4 separate regions of the Sus scrofa genome follow, and all the other regions are linked to region 1. A link is a contact called in public Hi-C and HiChIP or PLAC-seq data. All regions are on one chromosome and are shown on one strand. Each heading gives the region's core, a stretch centred on a gene start, on an enhancer-like site or on the middle of the called end of the contact. The rest is flanking DNA. Distances are from core to core; before and after follow the strand shown. Region 1 holds the start of SNAP47 (synaptosomal-associated protein 47). Region 2 holds the start of IBA57 (IBA57 homolog, iron-sulfur cluster assembly). Region 3 holds the start of MRPL55 (mitochondrial ribosomal protein L55). Region 4 overlaps WNT9A (protein Wnt-9a).

Evidence for each region. A called contact is a pair of places that touch in the nucleus more often than the background predicts. HiChIP or PLAC-seq counts read pairs in DNA pulled down with a chosen protein or histone mark.
Region 2: an H3K27ac HiChIP or PLAC-seq map of alveolar macrophages shows a contact between it and region 1. The contact joins the promoter of IBA57 here to the promoter of SNAP47 in region 1. A contact is called at or near these places in 1 of 47 Hi-C or Micro-C datasets (heart right ventricle) and 1 of 2 datasets of contacts at active chromatin or transcription factors (alveolar macrophages).
Region 3: a contact with region 1 is called in an H3K27ac HiChIP or PLAC-seq map of alveolar macrophages. The contact joins the promoter of MRPL55 here to the promoter of SNAP47 in region 1. A contact is called at or near these places in 1 of 5 promoter capture datasets (liver) and 2 of 2 datasets of contacts at active chromatin or transcription factors (alveolar macrophages and skeletal muscle).
Region 4: a Hi-C map of fetal skeletal muscle shows a contact between it and region 1, with 2.8 times the contacts expected there. The contact joins the enhancer-like site here to the promoter of SNAP47 in region 1. A contact is called at or near these places in 5 of 5 promoter capture datasets (fetal liver, fetal skeletal muscle, liver and 1 more), 22 of 47 Hi-C or Micro-C datasets (blood, brain, embryonic fibroblasts and 12 more) and 2 of 2 datasets of contacts at active chromatin or transcription factors (alveolar macrophages and skeletal muscle).

What each region holds. Positions count from the first base shown.
Region 1 is chr2:50,810,354-50,814,037 of Sscrofa11.1, forward strand. SNAP47 (synaptosomal-associated protein 47) reads left to right here and starts at 1,956. Exons shown (of 7, transcript XM_021083339.1): 1 at 1,956-2,124. It overlaps JMJD4 (jmjC domain-containing protein 4), which reads right to left and starts at 1,827. Exons shown (of 6, transcript XM_003123609.5): 1 at 1,329-1,827; 2 at 893-1,058. The coding sequence starts at 1,593.
Region 2 is chr2:51,274,786-51,278,469 of Sscrofa11.1, forward strand. It overlaps IBA57 (IBA57 homolog, iron-sulfur cluster assembly), which reads left to right and starts at 1,567. Exons shown (of 3, transcript NM_001244830.1): 1 at 1,567-1,976. The coding sequence starts at 1,648.
Region 3 is chr2:51,245,785-51,249,468 of Sscrofa11.1, forward strand. MRPL55 (mitochondrial ribosomal protein L55) reads right to left here and starts at 1,810. Exons shown (of 4, transcript NM_001244964.1): 1 at 1,648-1,810; 2 at 549-637. The coding sequence starts at 574. It overlaps GUK1 (guanylate kinase), which reads left to right and starts at 1,881. Exons shown (of 8, transcript XM_003123613.4): 1 at 1,881-2,012. The coding sequence starts at 1,952.
Region 4 is chr2:51,118,490-51,122,173 of Sscrofa11.1, forward strand. All of the region lies in intron 1 of WNT9A (protein Wnt-9a), which reads right to left. Among named protein-coding and RNA genes, the nearest start is that of WNT9A, 8.0 kb to the right of the region's middle. Within about 2 kb of position 1,847, at least 13 of the 83 cell types and tissues checked have an H3K27ac peak or open chromatin away from gene starts, as enhancers often do. A contact at or near this core is called in fetal skeletal muscle, omental adipose tissue and skeletal muscle, where this site is marked.

The DNA.
Region 1 (3,684 bases), core at 706-3,205:
GAAAACTTTGAGCAGGATGCTAGTGCCCTTCATGTACTGTTGGATTGGTCTTGGGAATGACAAGGGCCTGAATTTTTTTTTTTTTTTTGAGTTTTAGCTCCTACATCAGCAAAACAAGAATTTGATTGTTCACTCACTCATTAATTGAGCATCTACTCAGTGCCAGTTGGTGGGCGCCTGACTATGACTCCCTCTGTGTTTGTGGAAACATACCCTTGGCAGGGGAAATGGCTACAAAATCTAAGGGCCACTGAGAGTGGGAACACCAGAAGGGGTGGGGCTGTCCACTAGAGTGAGACATTTCTCAGAGTAGCATCCTTTGAGCTCCCCAAGTGGAAGAAGTGTGTGGTAGGAGGACACACCTCAGAAGGCCTCATTTAAGAGCTGGTATTGCTTGTTAGTGATGGAGATTTTAAATGGGCAGGACACAGTCCCGCTGGAAAGCTCTAGCTTTAATGAGCCTAGCAGTGGGGTGCAGGACTTGAGGCAGGGCAGCTAGTCTGGAGATTGGCAGCAGCCAAGGTAGAGGAGAACAGGCTTGATTTGGAGAAGTAGGTTTGGATAGGGGTGGCCGGTCCCAGAGGCATCTGAGCACTGGTGAAGGCTGGGTGCTGCCAGTTAGATCGAAGTGAGACTGACAAGGGCAGCTCCGGGAAAAACAGTGACAAAAAAGAGTTAGGTAATCACAGGCCATCTGAGCCTCTGCCAGAGGTGCCCACATTCCTCACGCAGCCAACCCCGCGCAGGCATGGTGAGATGGCCATGATTGGAGAGAATGACATTCCAACCAGGCTGAAGAGAGTGGGTTTTTTACACTGATTAAATTCATAACTGGAGAAAAGACAAGTTCCTCACTCATGACTAGGAAAAGCAGTGTTCTGGGCCCCTTTACCTGCACAGATGCCAGTCTTTGAGATAGAGACAGCCCCGTGAAGATGAGTAGTTTCCCTGAATGTACTCTTTCCAGTAGCTGATGTAGTCTTTGAGGGGCATGTGTTCTTTGGGGTTGGAGTTGTATTCCCTCACCCCACAGTTTGCAACAGGTACAACCACATCTCCTGAAAGGAAAGGGTCAGGCACAAACTTTTCTGAGAGTCCTCCACCCTGTCCACCCTCCAACTCATTGCTACACCGTCTCCAGAAGAATTCCTCTGGGGATTAACTCATGTTCCCTGCCTCCCTCAAGTCCTCTTGTGGCTCCCCTCATTTGCACCCTCACAGTCTGACCTAAGGGAATATAGGTAGGGCGAGGGTCAAAGGACACTGGCTGGAGTTTTGTGCTGCATTCCAAGGTGTTCCTGCCTGGGACACTCGCGCTCAGTCCTTACCATAGTTCTGAAGCAGATAATCAAAATTGGGCTTTCCGCTTGGCGTCACCCAGAGCCTCCTGCTGCCCCAGCCCTCGGTGAAAGCGCTGGAGAAAACACAGGGCAAGTTGGGGAGCAGATAGCCCTTGAAGAAGTCGGCGTAGGAAAAGGAGTCTGGATTCTCTATGAAGTCCACGTGGTCCAGTTTCGGGCTGACATTGCTGGAGAGACCTCCCTGGAGGCCTCGGAAGTGGCTCTCGGCAAATGCGCGCATCTGTCTGTCCATGCTGGGCTAGGCTCAGAGTCCGTTGCGTGAGGGTCTGCTGGGAACAGGGGGGCTGGGAGCGTCGGAAGAGCTGCGGGAGTAGGAGGGGGTGCTGGACGCGGAGGGGCTGCCAGCGATGCTGGAGCCAGCGGCCAGATCTCCCGGCTGCCGTCCGGCAGAAGGTCAGGAACCCAGAATGTGGTTTCTGTATTCCCACTTATCTGTTCTTTAAACTAGGAAGTGAAAAAGGAAGTATGTGCGAAAACTACTTCCGGCGTACACGCTACGCACCCGCGGCCGCTTGCAGAGTCCGCCGTCAGCCCGGCGCCCTCGTGCGGAACCTAGAGTTTGCAGACAAGAGTTCCTGCCCGAGCCAGAAACACAGCCAGCCCAGCTCTGGGCGCATGCTCTCTGCTTGTTGCGGCCCGCCTGGGCAGACTCAGGAGCGGTGTACTGAGACTGTGATCCAGCTCAGGGTCCGCACGGTTTCAGAAATTGTCGAACGGTGCTGGCCCCTAGTCTCGCCGTCTTCGCACCTCCCCAGCAACTCAGGTAAGTCGTGTCCCCAGTCTGCAGCTGGGCCTGTGCCCGGAGCTCTTCCAGGCGTCCCTTGGCACAGTCCCTCTCGCCGCTTCTGCCCAGGTGAGTATCTCTCCTCTTTCCAGTGCTTCAAGGACTGAGGAAGGTGGTGGGACGTGGCTGGGCTAACAGAGAGCACAAGGGTCAAAGGTGGGGTCCTGGAGAAGCTGGGGGTCTAAGGGGATGCTGAAGACCTGGAGGGGATGCTGAAGCCCTGGAGGGCATGCTGGGGAACTAGGACGATGGGAGACCTAGGGGGGTGATAGGGGAATTGGAAGGAGTGCTGTAACTCTCAGGCGATAGTGGGGACCTGGAAGGGATGATGGGACCTGGTGGGGATGCTAGGGGACTAGGGGGCTGCTGGGGACCTGGAGGAAATGCTGTGACCAGGAGAGGATGGTAGGACCTGAAGGGGATAGTGGGGACTGGAGGGGATGCTGGGGGAATAGGGAGGGTTCTGAGTGAAGGTGTGGGGGATCAAATGTGGTGATATGAGGCTGTGCACAAAAACATATCTGAATAGGGTTACATAAAAGGGGAGCTTAGGTGGGGGTGCCATATCAGGGTCTCAGCATGTTGCAGAAATAGATGTCCTGCCAATACAGTCCTACTCGTATCAATATGGAAAGGAAGAAAACAGTTTCATTGCTGTATGAGCAGATTACATATATGTAAGGCATCTGCAGTAGAATACACAGCTGGGTAGGTCTTCCCACATTTCACACACAGGAAGAAAGAAATGTTGAGAACTCTCTCATCTCCTTGAGGGAAAAATAGATGCACCTGTGTAGTCTGTGCCTAATGAGAGACTCTTGCCTCAGTTCTGGAGGTACGTGTTTACAGCTCTGAGTCAGCAGGTGGTGACAATGCCTTATGAAATCTGAACACTTGAATTTGTTTCCTTCCTGACCAAAGGAAACACCCAAAGGGAAGAGGAGAGGCACCTACCGCCCCTTTATTAAATAGTGAACATGTAATCTTGTTTATTTAGCCTTATAGGTGGCATAAGGGAGATTCTGGGGATATTGGGGCTCTAAACTTTGGAGAGGGGCTTGAGGGGGTACTCTTTTCAAGGAGTATGAAACTTACAAGAAGGAGAAGAGCAAGGACCAGAAGTGGAGAGAGGCAGAGGAGGGGAGGACTGGGAAGAGAGTCCAGGTGGGGGTTCTAAAGTGGGAGCTGAGAACATGGGCAGGATGAGACAGGTGGTGGAGAGTTGGTGGCAAGCAAAGCAGTATGAGGGTTTTGTGATTGTGTTTGAGCTGTGCTCCCTTCCCAGTGTGCCTCATTGTGCCTCCTGTGGTCAAGTTGTGGAATTCTTTACTGGGCCAGTATTGGGCAGAAGGTTAGAAGGCACTGGGAAGATAAAATGGAGAAGAGTCACCCTTAATCCCATCCGGAGATGAGCATTTTCTTGTTTCTTGATAAAGAGTTATCCTTCCAGGCATGCACTCATTCACTTTCTCTGTCTTTCTCCCTCCCTGTACACACATATACAGACACACACAGTCTCTTTGTTATATATGTATAAGT
Region 2 (3,684 bases), core at 317-2,816, 460 kb after region 1:
AGCTTCAGCAATACTGGATCCTTAACTCACTGCACTGGGCCAGAGATTGAACCCGAGCTGCCACAGAGACAATGCCAGATCCTTAAACTGCTATGCCATAGTGGGAACTCCAATATTCTTTTTTTAAAAAAATATATTTTGTCCCGATATTCTTAGCAAGCCCTGGTCAACAAGTTTATGTTAATGAAGTGATTTTGGAAAGCCCCTAAGGATGGGAGCTAGTTGGCAGGGGAACCAACCCTGTGATTAGAGGGTTAGAACTTTCAGTCCCACCCTGACCTCAGAGGAGTGAAGTTGAATCAGTAACCAATGGCCAATGATTTAATCAATTGTGCTTCAATAATGAAGTCTCCATGAAAACCCTAAAGGACTGGATTTGGAGAGCTTCTTGGTTGTGGAACACACGGCAATTTGGGGAGAGTGGTGCCCATGGGGCATAAAGTTCCATGTCTTTTCCAACATATCTTGCCCTATGCATCTCTTCCATCTGGCTGTTCCTGAGTTATATCCTTTTTATAATAAATCAGTAATCTAGTATGTAAAATATTTCTGATTTCTGTGAACCACTCTAGAAAATTAATTGAACCCAAGGAGAGGGCTATTGGAACCTTTGCTCTATAGCTGGTTGGTCAGAAGAAAGGAAACAACCTGGACTTTGGCATCTGAAGATTGTGTGTGTGTGTGTGTGTGTGTACACACGCAGTCTTACAGGACCTGATGCTATTTCCTGGTATAAATGGTTCATAATTGAGTTAAAAATGTAAGACACTCAGCTGGTGTTGGAGAACTGTATGGTGTGGGGAACTCCCCCCCTACATTTTAGTGATCAGAAGTGTCAGAAGTGAGAGCATAGGATATACAGGTGTGTATTTTACACAATAACCAAAGGAGCTGAAAGCATAGTTGCACATCCCTGTTCATTGTAGCATTATTCACAATAGCCAAGGGTGGAAACAATACAATGTCCATCAATCGGTGAATGGATAATCCAATGTGGTATATACATAGAGTAGAATATTCAGCCTTAAGGAGGCTGACATATAATATACCACGGAGGAACCTGGAAGCCATTAGTCACAAAAAGGCAAACACTTCATGATTCCACTTCTATTAATTTCCTATAAGAGTCAGGTTCACAAAGAGTAGAATGGAGTTCCCAGGGGCTGGGGAAGGAGACAGGGATCAGCGTTTGATTAAGGTGGAGTTTCCGTTTGGAAAGATGAGAAAGTTCTGCAGGGTGGAGAAGGCTGCAAAACAGTGTGAATGCGCTTAATGCCCCTGAAATGTGCACTTAAAAATGGTTAGGATGGTAGGGTTTAGGTCATGGGCTCCCCGCTACAATAAAGCAAGCAGAAACTGCTCTAAAAACCGAGGCGCAGAGGGCCAGCCCAGGAGTGTAAGGGTGACCGACAGCCCAAGACCTCTCTCCGCCACACGCTCCGCCCACCCTCACCCGGGCCACTCTTGCAAGTGCCCCCAGCCCCGCCTCTAAGGGCGGCAGAGGCTCCAGCCCGCGCACGCCTGCGCACGCCCCGCCCCATGCCCCCCCACCCGCGTGCGCTCCACTCGTCCGCCTACAGCAGGTACTGTGGCGCCTGCCCGCGCCGCCGCACGGAGCCCCTTCCCGCCGCCTCGCTCCTCCCCAAGATGGCGGCTGCGGCGCTGCTCCGGGGCGCGGCTTCAGGGCGCAGCGGCCTAGCCTGGCACTGGAGGCTGCGCGCGGCCCCGAGGCGCCGCCTGGCTCAAGGTTCCTGCTCTCAGAGTGGTGACCCCGCGGGCGGTACGGCCTGGGCCTACTTCCTGCTGGGCGAGCGCGCCCTGGTACGCGTGCGCGGGCCGGACTCGGCGCCCTTTCTCCTGGGTCTGCTGACCAATGAGTTGCCGCTTCCGGGTCCCGCTTCGGCCGTGGCGCGCGCGGGCTACGCCCACTTTCTTAACGTCCAGGGACGCACACTCTATGACGTCATTCTCTACGGGTGAGCGCAGGGTGTGGCAGGGTGTGGCAGGGACTGCGCAGGCTCCAGTGCCGGCGTGGAGGTGGGGAGTGGGATCACCCAGAGCGGCCGGGAGAAGACTTAGGGGATGGGCTCCTATGGAGGGCTCCCAGGGTTGGGGTCTGTACGGAGGAGGGGCGGGGCACCTAGGCCCAGGATGGTCATTCAGGAGAGGATCTGCAGGGCAGGGCGTCCAGAGGAGGGACACCTGGGAGCTTTTGCAAACGGTGGGCCATAGTGGGCCCCCACAGGGGAGGTCACCTGAGGATGGGAGGGGCGCCCAGGGCAGGGTATTTGGGAACCCGCATACAGGGACAGGGCTGCCATAGGTGGGCCAGAGCCAGCACCCAGGGATGGGCCCGTGACTCACCCATGGGAAGATCTGCGTGACTTTGCATGTGGCCTCTGCTCCTGCTCAGACCCACTGCACGGAAAAGGGGTCGCGGCACCTGTAGGAAGCCGCCTTGCACCACTGGCTTCCGCTATTACTTTCTGAGTCCTCCAGCGCACATACATTTCTCTCAGAAATCTCTCTTTAGTGATATCAGTGTTTGGTGTTTTACATCAGTCTGTGCTGATGTTATCATGACTGTGCCATGATGGTCAACAGGACAAGCCAAGTCAGTGGCCTTGTCCTTTGCTGTGTAGAGCTTTCTGTTTTCACTTGCTTAGCTTTCTCAGGCTTGGTACCTCTAAAATCTCTCATGCAATTGCAGGCTGTTGATTCCCTCTGAGGCTGTCCTGGAAACTCCCATGTCTGTTCTATTTGTGGGTCCTCATCTGCATCTTCCTCAGTATACTCCTGCCTTCTGGAGGAGTATGTAGTTTAGTGGCTTGTTGAGAGATAAGATACTTCAGGTGGACCTTTGACTCCTTCACATGGTTTTACCTGATGTCTTAGCTGGGTGTAGAACTCTAGGCTGAAAATCATCTCTGAATTTTATGAAGCCCTGATCTGTCTTGCTGCTGCTGGCACTGCTTTCCATTGTGTGTGATGACTTTTTCTCTAGGAGCTCTTGAGGGCTCTTTTTCATCCTTATGTCTTGAAGTGTCATGGTCATGTGATGTATTTGGGGTCTTCTTTCATGTCCTGTTGCTGGGCACTTGGTGGACTCTGTGACTCTGGAACAGGGGTCAGTAAAGTATGACCCTTGGACAGATTCACCTTACTTGCTCCCTGTTTTCATAATGAAATTCGATTGGAATGCTGCGTGCCCATTTGTTTGTAACTGTGTGGTTACTTTTGCCTTTTAATGGCAAAAGTATAATTAATACTATAATAATTGTGGTAGAAACTGTGTGGCCTCAAACCTAAAGTATTTACTATCTGGTCCTGTACAGAAAATGTTTGTGATCCCTGTTCTGTGTCCCCTGATTCAGAGATACCATTGTCATTATCTCCTTTATGTAATTATCTTCCCAGTAGTTGCTTTAATCTCTTTTAGAAACTGCATTCTTGAGCCCCCTGTGTCAGTAATTTTCACTTGCCCCTATTCTGGTAATTTCACTTTTTAATTTATCAGTGTTGTAATGATGCTTTGGTCCCCAAATATCCTTCTTTAGGCCTCTAGTCTGTCTTTACATCTTTCTCCCTTTGCTTTTTTTTTTTTTTTTTTGCTTTTTAGGGCTGCACTTGCGGCATTTGGAGGTTCCCAGGCTACGGGTCCAATCAGAGCTACAGCTGCTGGCC
Region 3 (3,684 bases), core at 560-3,059, 440 kb after region 1:
GCATAGCCTGCTAAGCATAGTCATTCCAGAGAACTTGGGGTTGGTGAGTATTTTCCCACCATAACAGTAGTCACAGTTCCAACATGAACCTTTCCCAGCACAAGGGCCCTCCAGGAAATGTTGCAACGAGTCCCTTCCCTAAATTCATACTAACCCACAGCTTTAAGTGCCACAGCCCTCTCCCTAGATTCCACAGAAAAACTCAAAACTTGTATTTGTTCTCTCCTCTGGCAATACTTCTCATTTGGGGAAGGCCAGGGAGAGAGAGGAACAGGCAGACAGGGAGGTAGTTGTGGCGGTAAGGGACTCAGAGCCAAGCTATGCAGCAGGCTCTGATTAGGAGTGCCCACCATCATAACTGTTCCATTCTAGGTACTCGCCAGTCACTTCCACTCCTCCCTCAACCCTCAATATGTATTTGTATGTATACTTCACATAAACATACTGGTTCTGGAGGCTTTACTGAGGACAGCCTAAGGGTCTTGAGTTGGCATTCTTTGTGTGGCCCCATTATGGCAGTCCCAAGAGGCCTGGAAGTCCATGCTTACCGAAGCAGGCTGCCCTTGGCTGCCATTCCTCCTGAGAGCCCCTGCAGCAGGTGAAGCCCCAGGGTCAGTCACACGGCCAGTGGGATGACCTGCTAGGCAAGGAAATAAGAGATCTTTCTAAAAGGCATGCTTTTTCTTTTTTTTTTGTTTTTTGTTTTTTGTTGTTGTTGTTGCTATTTCTTGGGCCGCTCCCGCGGCATATGGAGGTTCCCAGGCCAGGAGTTGAATCGGAGCTGTAGCCACCAGCCTATGCCAGAGCCACAGCAACGCGGGATCCGAGCCGCGTCTGCAACCTACACCACAGCTCTGGGCAACGCCGGATCGTTAACCCAATGAGCAAGGGCAGGGACCGAACCCGCAACCTCATGGTTCCTAGTCGGATTCGTTAACCACTGCGCCACGACGGGAACTCCAAGGCATGCTTTTTCATAGAATTGATCCTTACCCAATTCCAGACAGGAACAAAAAGCAGTTTCTGACAGATATTACAAGATCAGTGCCAGTCTCTCCCAATATCCTATCAGGTTTTCAGCCTTGAAATTGGCAACAGAATCAAATGGAAGATTTCTGATCTGCAGATGACCCAGTCCTACTCCCAAAGACTCTGACTCAATCTGCAGCAGGGCCCGGGCCCATTCTGGTAGGTTGCTGAGTCGGGGAAGCCATTCTGAAGATGTAATGCAACGTAAATGGTGAAGACTAGCTTTTACCATGTTTTCCAAGGTCATTTCATTTCACAAAATCCAACGAGATAAGGATTATAAAAGGGGAGCTCAAGCTTGCTAAGCTTGGGTTTCCGCGGTGACAAACCAGTTGTTTCAAAGGCCTCACCACTGAGATCGTGGACATGAAGACCCAGAAAAGAATCCTCCCGGCCAAGATAGGCAAGCTTGCCTGGCTATACCTTGTCAGGGCAGGGCATCTGCAGGCCTCTCTCCGCCTTAAGAAGTGATTTGGCAGGCAAATGAAATGCTATAAACATCTCAAAAAATGCCCGCTCATCCTCTCGCCCTCGCGTTCCCGAGGCTCATGGCGGGGCCCAGACCCTCCCTTGGAGGAAGACATCCAAGCCCACGTGACACCGACTTGCCACTCTCACCGGCTCCGAGGCGGCCTCGAGGACCAGCGGCCTGGCTACCACTGACGAATCAGGTGCGGGACTGACCGAAGCCGGGGACACCCGCACTGCACACCAAGCTTCCAGTCCTCGTGCGGCTCCGCCGCGAAGTGACTCGCAGCGCCGACTTACGGCCTTGAGAGGCGGGGCGAGACCAGCGCCGCTCTGACTTACGGCTGGCCGAGGCGCATCCGGCGCCCCGCTGACGTATTTTGATGGAAGGCGAGGGGCGGGAGCGGCGCGGCGCTGTGACGTATGTTCCCGCAGGCGGCAGCTGCGGCCCCTGATGCTGCGGCGCCCGCTGGCCGGGCTGGCGGCTGCAGCCCTGGGCCGGGCCACCTCGGACGGTGAGTGGCGGCCCCTCACAGCGGGCAGAGGTCTGGGCGCTTGCAAGCCCCGCGAGGGTTTTCCTGGGGTGTCGGGCCCCGGGCTGGCGTTTCGCGGTCCGAATCCGCCGCGGAGAGGGGGGGAACACAGCAGCTCACGTGTGAGTCGCCCCCCCGCCCCCGCGCCTGCTGAGCGCCAGTGCCGTGGACCTTCCTCAGGGACTCATAGCTGTGCTCGTGCATTGTTATTCACCAGCCACCCGAACTGCCCTCGGCTTCCCTCAGGGTTGCAGCGCTCCATCCTAGAGCGAGCGAGCAAGGCAGGAGACACGGTCTTCAGGGAGCGCATCTTTTTATGGGGGCAGATTTACTCCTTTTAAAGGGCTTCCCTTTATTTTCAAGTTGTATTCTGTGTGTTAGAGTTGCTTTTGGTAGTTATTATTTTTATTTACACAAATTAAAAGCTGGTTCCTCTGTCAGTCCTCAAAATGTAGGAAGAAATTCTTCTGGCACGGGAAGCTCCAGACAGTTTGTAAAACCCCCGCAGCCTCAGGACTTCTTGCTGGAAGCCATTGTGCAGGATGCGGAGGGGCGGAGAGGGGAAGCAACCTGACCCCCCTCCCCAAGGTGGGCCACACAGCAGAACAGAATACCCTGGGAGATAAGGGTTTTGAAGGCCTTGAGGTGACTCTTGGTATGGCACAGTCCCCGAAGTTCCGACTCTCTCACCTGGCTTTTGGAAATGTGTGGTCTACCTTGAGTTAAAGGGGAGCAGCAGAAACAGTTGGGAAATTCTCCAGATAGTCCAGCTCTGGTGCTGTGTTCCCTTCCCACCGCATATTGCAAACCCGGGGTGGGGGTTTGGGGAGATTCTGGGTAGGCAGAACTGATTGCTTCAAGGACTCCCAGCCAGGAGGGCCCCCAAGACTGCTGCAGGTTCCTGGCCTGCCCCACTGCTGGACATTGCAGTTATGAGTACTCCATACAGGAGCAGGTTGTTGGCCTTCCTGACTCCTGGGCATGGTAGTTGGGGTTCATTTTTCCTCAGGACAAGACACCCCAAGTGTAGGTTATTGGAGCTCCCCATCTGCAATTCTTAGACATTGTCTTGGGAGCTGTGAGAGAGAGTGAGCCTCCTTCATCCAAGTGCTGGTTTGGGGAGGAGCATTGAGGTGTGCCTCACCTGTTTCAATAGGGGTCGGGGAGGTGGAAGCTGAGGTGGTGATTGGCCAATGTAGGATGGAGCCTACGGGGACAGGAGAAGGGAGGCTGTGATGTGCTTCTCATGGTCAGCCTTGCGTGAGCCCCCTGTCAGTGCCCCTTGACATCATACTTTCCCAAATGTGGGTTTTCTGGACTTTTCTGTCACTCTTAGACTTTCTATACCGTGAATACCTTCACTTTCACCCCAGGAGAGATCTAGGGTGGGTGTGGCTTCCTGTCTTATCACTGACAAGCTGAATTTCCTGCCACGTGAGCCCTACTCTGCCCTCTTGTAAGAATTGTACACACTTTCATACACCAGGCCAGCTCACCATCCGGGTTGGTGCACACCTGTGATAGATGCAGTTTGCCTGAGCTTTCTTTTAGATTCTAGGAGTACTTTGATCCAGCCTTTGATCTTCATCTAGAACTGGTAAGATCAACGGTTTCTTTGGGTAGCAGATTCTAGGAGTTTTAAGCTGCACCCAGC
Region 4 (3,684 bases), core at 597-3,096, 310 kb after region 1:
GGTCCGCACCCACGGCATATAGAGGGTCCCAGGCTAGGGGTCTAATTGCGAAACCAGGGATGGAACCCGCAACCTCATGGTTCCTAGTCGGATTCGTTAACCACTGAGCCACAACGGGAACTCCTCACCTTCATTTTAGAGTAGGCTTCACTAAGCATAGAGTTCGTGGCCAGGAGTTATTTTCTTTCACTTACCAAGTGGATGGTCCCACCATCTTCTGGCTTTGCTCTCAGTTCTGAAGTTAGCTGTCAACCTAATGATCCTTGGGAGGTGATCTGTACTTTTTTTTTCTTGGATTGCTTTTATAATTCTTTGTCTTTGGTGTTTTACAGTTGCAATGCTCCAGCATGAACATTTATTTTTTCTGCTTAGGAAGACACTGGGCCTCTTGAGTCTTCTTGATTGTTCTGATCAATTTCAGAAATTTTTCAGCCTTTCTCTCCACACCTCACCCCATCAATTCCCCCTCTTTTCTACCTCTGGGCCTCTGGTGACACAGGCGGCCTCCTCAGTGTTCCCAGGTTTCTCATCCTCTCTGTTTTCCATGCATTTGCCTTCCCATGGGTAATTTCTCTTGACCTATCTTAAAGTTCACCAATTCTCTTCAACTATTTCTAATCTGCTTTCAAATCAGTCTATTACTTGAATTTTTTTCCCAATTCTATTTGGTTTTTCCAAACTTGCTGGGTCAGTTTTTGTGGCTTCTCATTCCTTACAGATATCCCAAGCTTATCTTGCTCTTGAAGGCACACCGAGAACTGTTTTATTCAGTGTGGGATGCTCTGTTTACTGGTCTGCTGCCATCATTTCTTCAAGTCCTTGGCTGCACTTCCACACACACCAAGTTATCTCTGACCATATGCTGTTGCTATATTTGAGAGACTGTTTGCAGGAATAATCTGAAGCAGAGGGTAAAGGTCCCCCAAACTCATATCCACCTGGAACCTCAGAACATGCAGATGTAATCAAGGTAAGGATCTGGAGACTAATTCACCTTGGATTAGGTCCCACATTGCTGAGGGCTCGCCCTGCCCCAACTAGACTGCAACAGCTCTTCAGAGACCACATGCACCCCTGAGGAGAGCAGGAACGAACCTAGGACAGACAGAGCCATGTCTGGAGATGCCCAACCCCTTTTGTGGGCCAGGCCTGAGGCTGTCATGCCTGACTGCTTAGAGATTACCAGGGCAGCTCCTATGAGCATTCAGCCAGTCTCATATCCTCATACCTACTTTGAAGGACAGCCAGGTAACAGGATGAGCACTGTCAGATCAGGGTGGGTGCCAGCACTGGGGCCGTCTTTGTCCCATACCCCTCAGCCCCTAGAATGCCTCACTCCTTCTCACTTGTGGTTGGGTAGGGGACAGATTCTGACTGCCCTTCCTCCTACCAACAGGCCCAGCCACCGCAAGGGCTACCCTGCCCACAAACCAAGCTCCCTGCACATGGGAAGCTCAGACCCTAGGCTGGGCGGAAAGAGAAGAGGCCAGAGTTTCCAGAAGCCACAGCACTCTGCCAAGGAAACCTCAGCCCCACCAGACGGCATTTAATTTCTGTGTGAATCAAATTCAAAACAAATTCCAATGCTGAGAACTGGTTCTGAGATTAACCCTCCATCCTCCTGTGGCCTGCAGCCTCTCACTCAGGCATGCAGGTGTAGGGTGGGCACAGATACCACCACCAGAGCCTGGGGCTCCCTTTAATCTCCACCATCATTGGGTGCCCTGCTGTGCCAAGGAGAAAATGAGGGCCAAGGGACGGGAATAGGAAGGGCAGCAGGGCATTGCCCCACGAACAGGTCACACTGCGGCAGGGACTTTGTGTCTATGACAGCTGTCACTGCCATCAGCTGTGAGAACCACCAGGCCTCGACTTTCCCACCTCACAGGGCCCCAACATTCCAGGGCACGAAGAGCTCTTGATCAGCGCCAGCTCCACATCACTGACTGGCTACTCCAGGGGATTACTTAGCTAAGGCCTGGCCACCCTGGGAGTCAGCTGGCAGACACAGGACTCAGAAAACTCCACTACACTGGGACCCACAGCACTGCCCACCAAGCCTGGCATCCACAAGCCTAACAGAAATGCCCCTTCCACACTTGGCCGCCAAAGCAAACAGAACCTGTGGGACCCTCAGATTCTGAGGGCCACCAGCCAACTGCATCCTTTCCAGAATAAGATGGTGGAGCCCAGATTAGAGAAGAGCAGGCCTACAGGTCCCCAGGCAGGTAGCCGAGGCTTTGTGGGACCCCCCACACATACACACAATGTTCACTGATTGCCATGAGAAGATAGGCATCAGTGGCTTTGTGGAGAAACTAAAGTGACCAGGACACTTCTGTGCCCTGGTCACCACACCCCCAGGCCTCACTGACAGCTGCCACAAAGAAGGACATGCAAGATGCAGAGCAGGTGCCTAGAGACCCACAGGACCCCCCTCTCATCACGACCAGAATCACCTCGATGACTGATTTCCTTCCTAGAGCTGGCCTCCCAGGTGCGCAGCACCATGCCAGACATAGATGGAAGACACTGGGACAGCCTTGATCAACATCCTACCCTGGGGTGGCCTGAACAGCCACTGCTGCTCTCTCTGCCTGGGAGGGAGCCAGCCCTGATGTGCTCTGGGCTGGGAGCCCCTGGCACCCTCTACTCTTGAGCCAGACCACTTCCCTGGCCACGTCTACCTCAGGTATCGCTAAGAAAAACAAACGCAGCTTGAGGCTTGCCTTTTTCCATTCCCTCGTCCGGCTGCCGGTCTCGAGGTGCAGGGCCTGCCAGCTGGGCGGCTGGGTTTCCTCTTGTGGCCAGAGGCACCAGGCCAGCCAGGAACCTCACTGGGAGGGGCAGGGAAGGATAGAGAGCCATGGCCGTGGGTCACGGAGCCAGGCCGCCAGCACACACCACCCAGGTTGACACTGAGCAGAGTGGGGCTGCCCTCCACTGGAGGCCCTGGCATAGCCACCTGCCACAAGGCCCAGCCCATGGATATCCCTTAATGATTAGTCCCTGCAGGAAAACAGGCTGGTCATCACCCAGCCCATGCCACCAAGCCCTCCTGCAGATGCCTGCAGACCTGGTATGCAGCACAAGCCTTTCCATCTGCCCCCACCTCCCCAAACTTCACTCAATGGGATCCTTAGTCTCTACCTCCCACCTGCCCCCTGGAACTCCAGCACTGCCCACCAAGTCTCTGTCCAACATCCAGGCCATGACCAGAAGGTGAAGTGGTCCAGCCAGCAATGTGGGTACAGGGTGGTGGAGGTCAGAGCCAGAGGTGGGCAGAGGGCTGGCCCACTTGGTAAATGAGAACCTTGGAATCCACATCAGGCTCCTGAGTGCAGAGCCAGGAAGTAGATGGGAGAGGGGACTTTCCCTACAGGCCTCAGGAGTGCCAGCCCAGTGCAATTTGGAGGAAATCCCACGAGGAACCCCCCTGGCCTCCCAAGAGGTAAGCTACGGGTAAAGAGCAATACCATTGAACTGTCCTCTGTCTTCTTGGAAGAGGCAACTGCTAAGGCAGGCCCTAGAGGATGTGAAGGCCCATTAGGACAGTGGGCCTGCTCCCCACCCACCAGAAGCTGACCTCTAAGCAGGGACTTGACCTTGCCAACTTCCCAGACAACTGTGCCTCATCTAAAACCTACTGAGCCTCAGCCTACTGAGCCAGAGTGGTCACCAAGG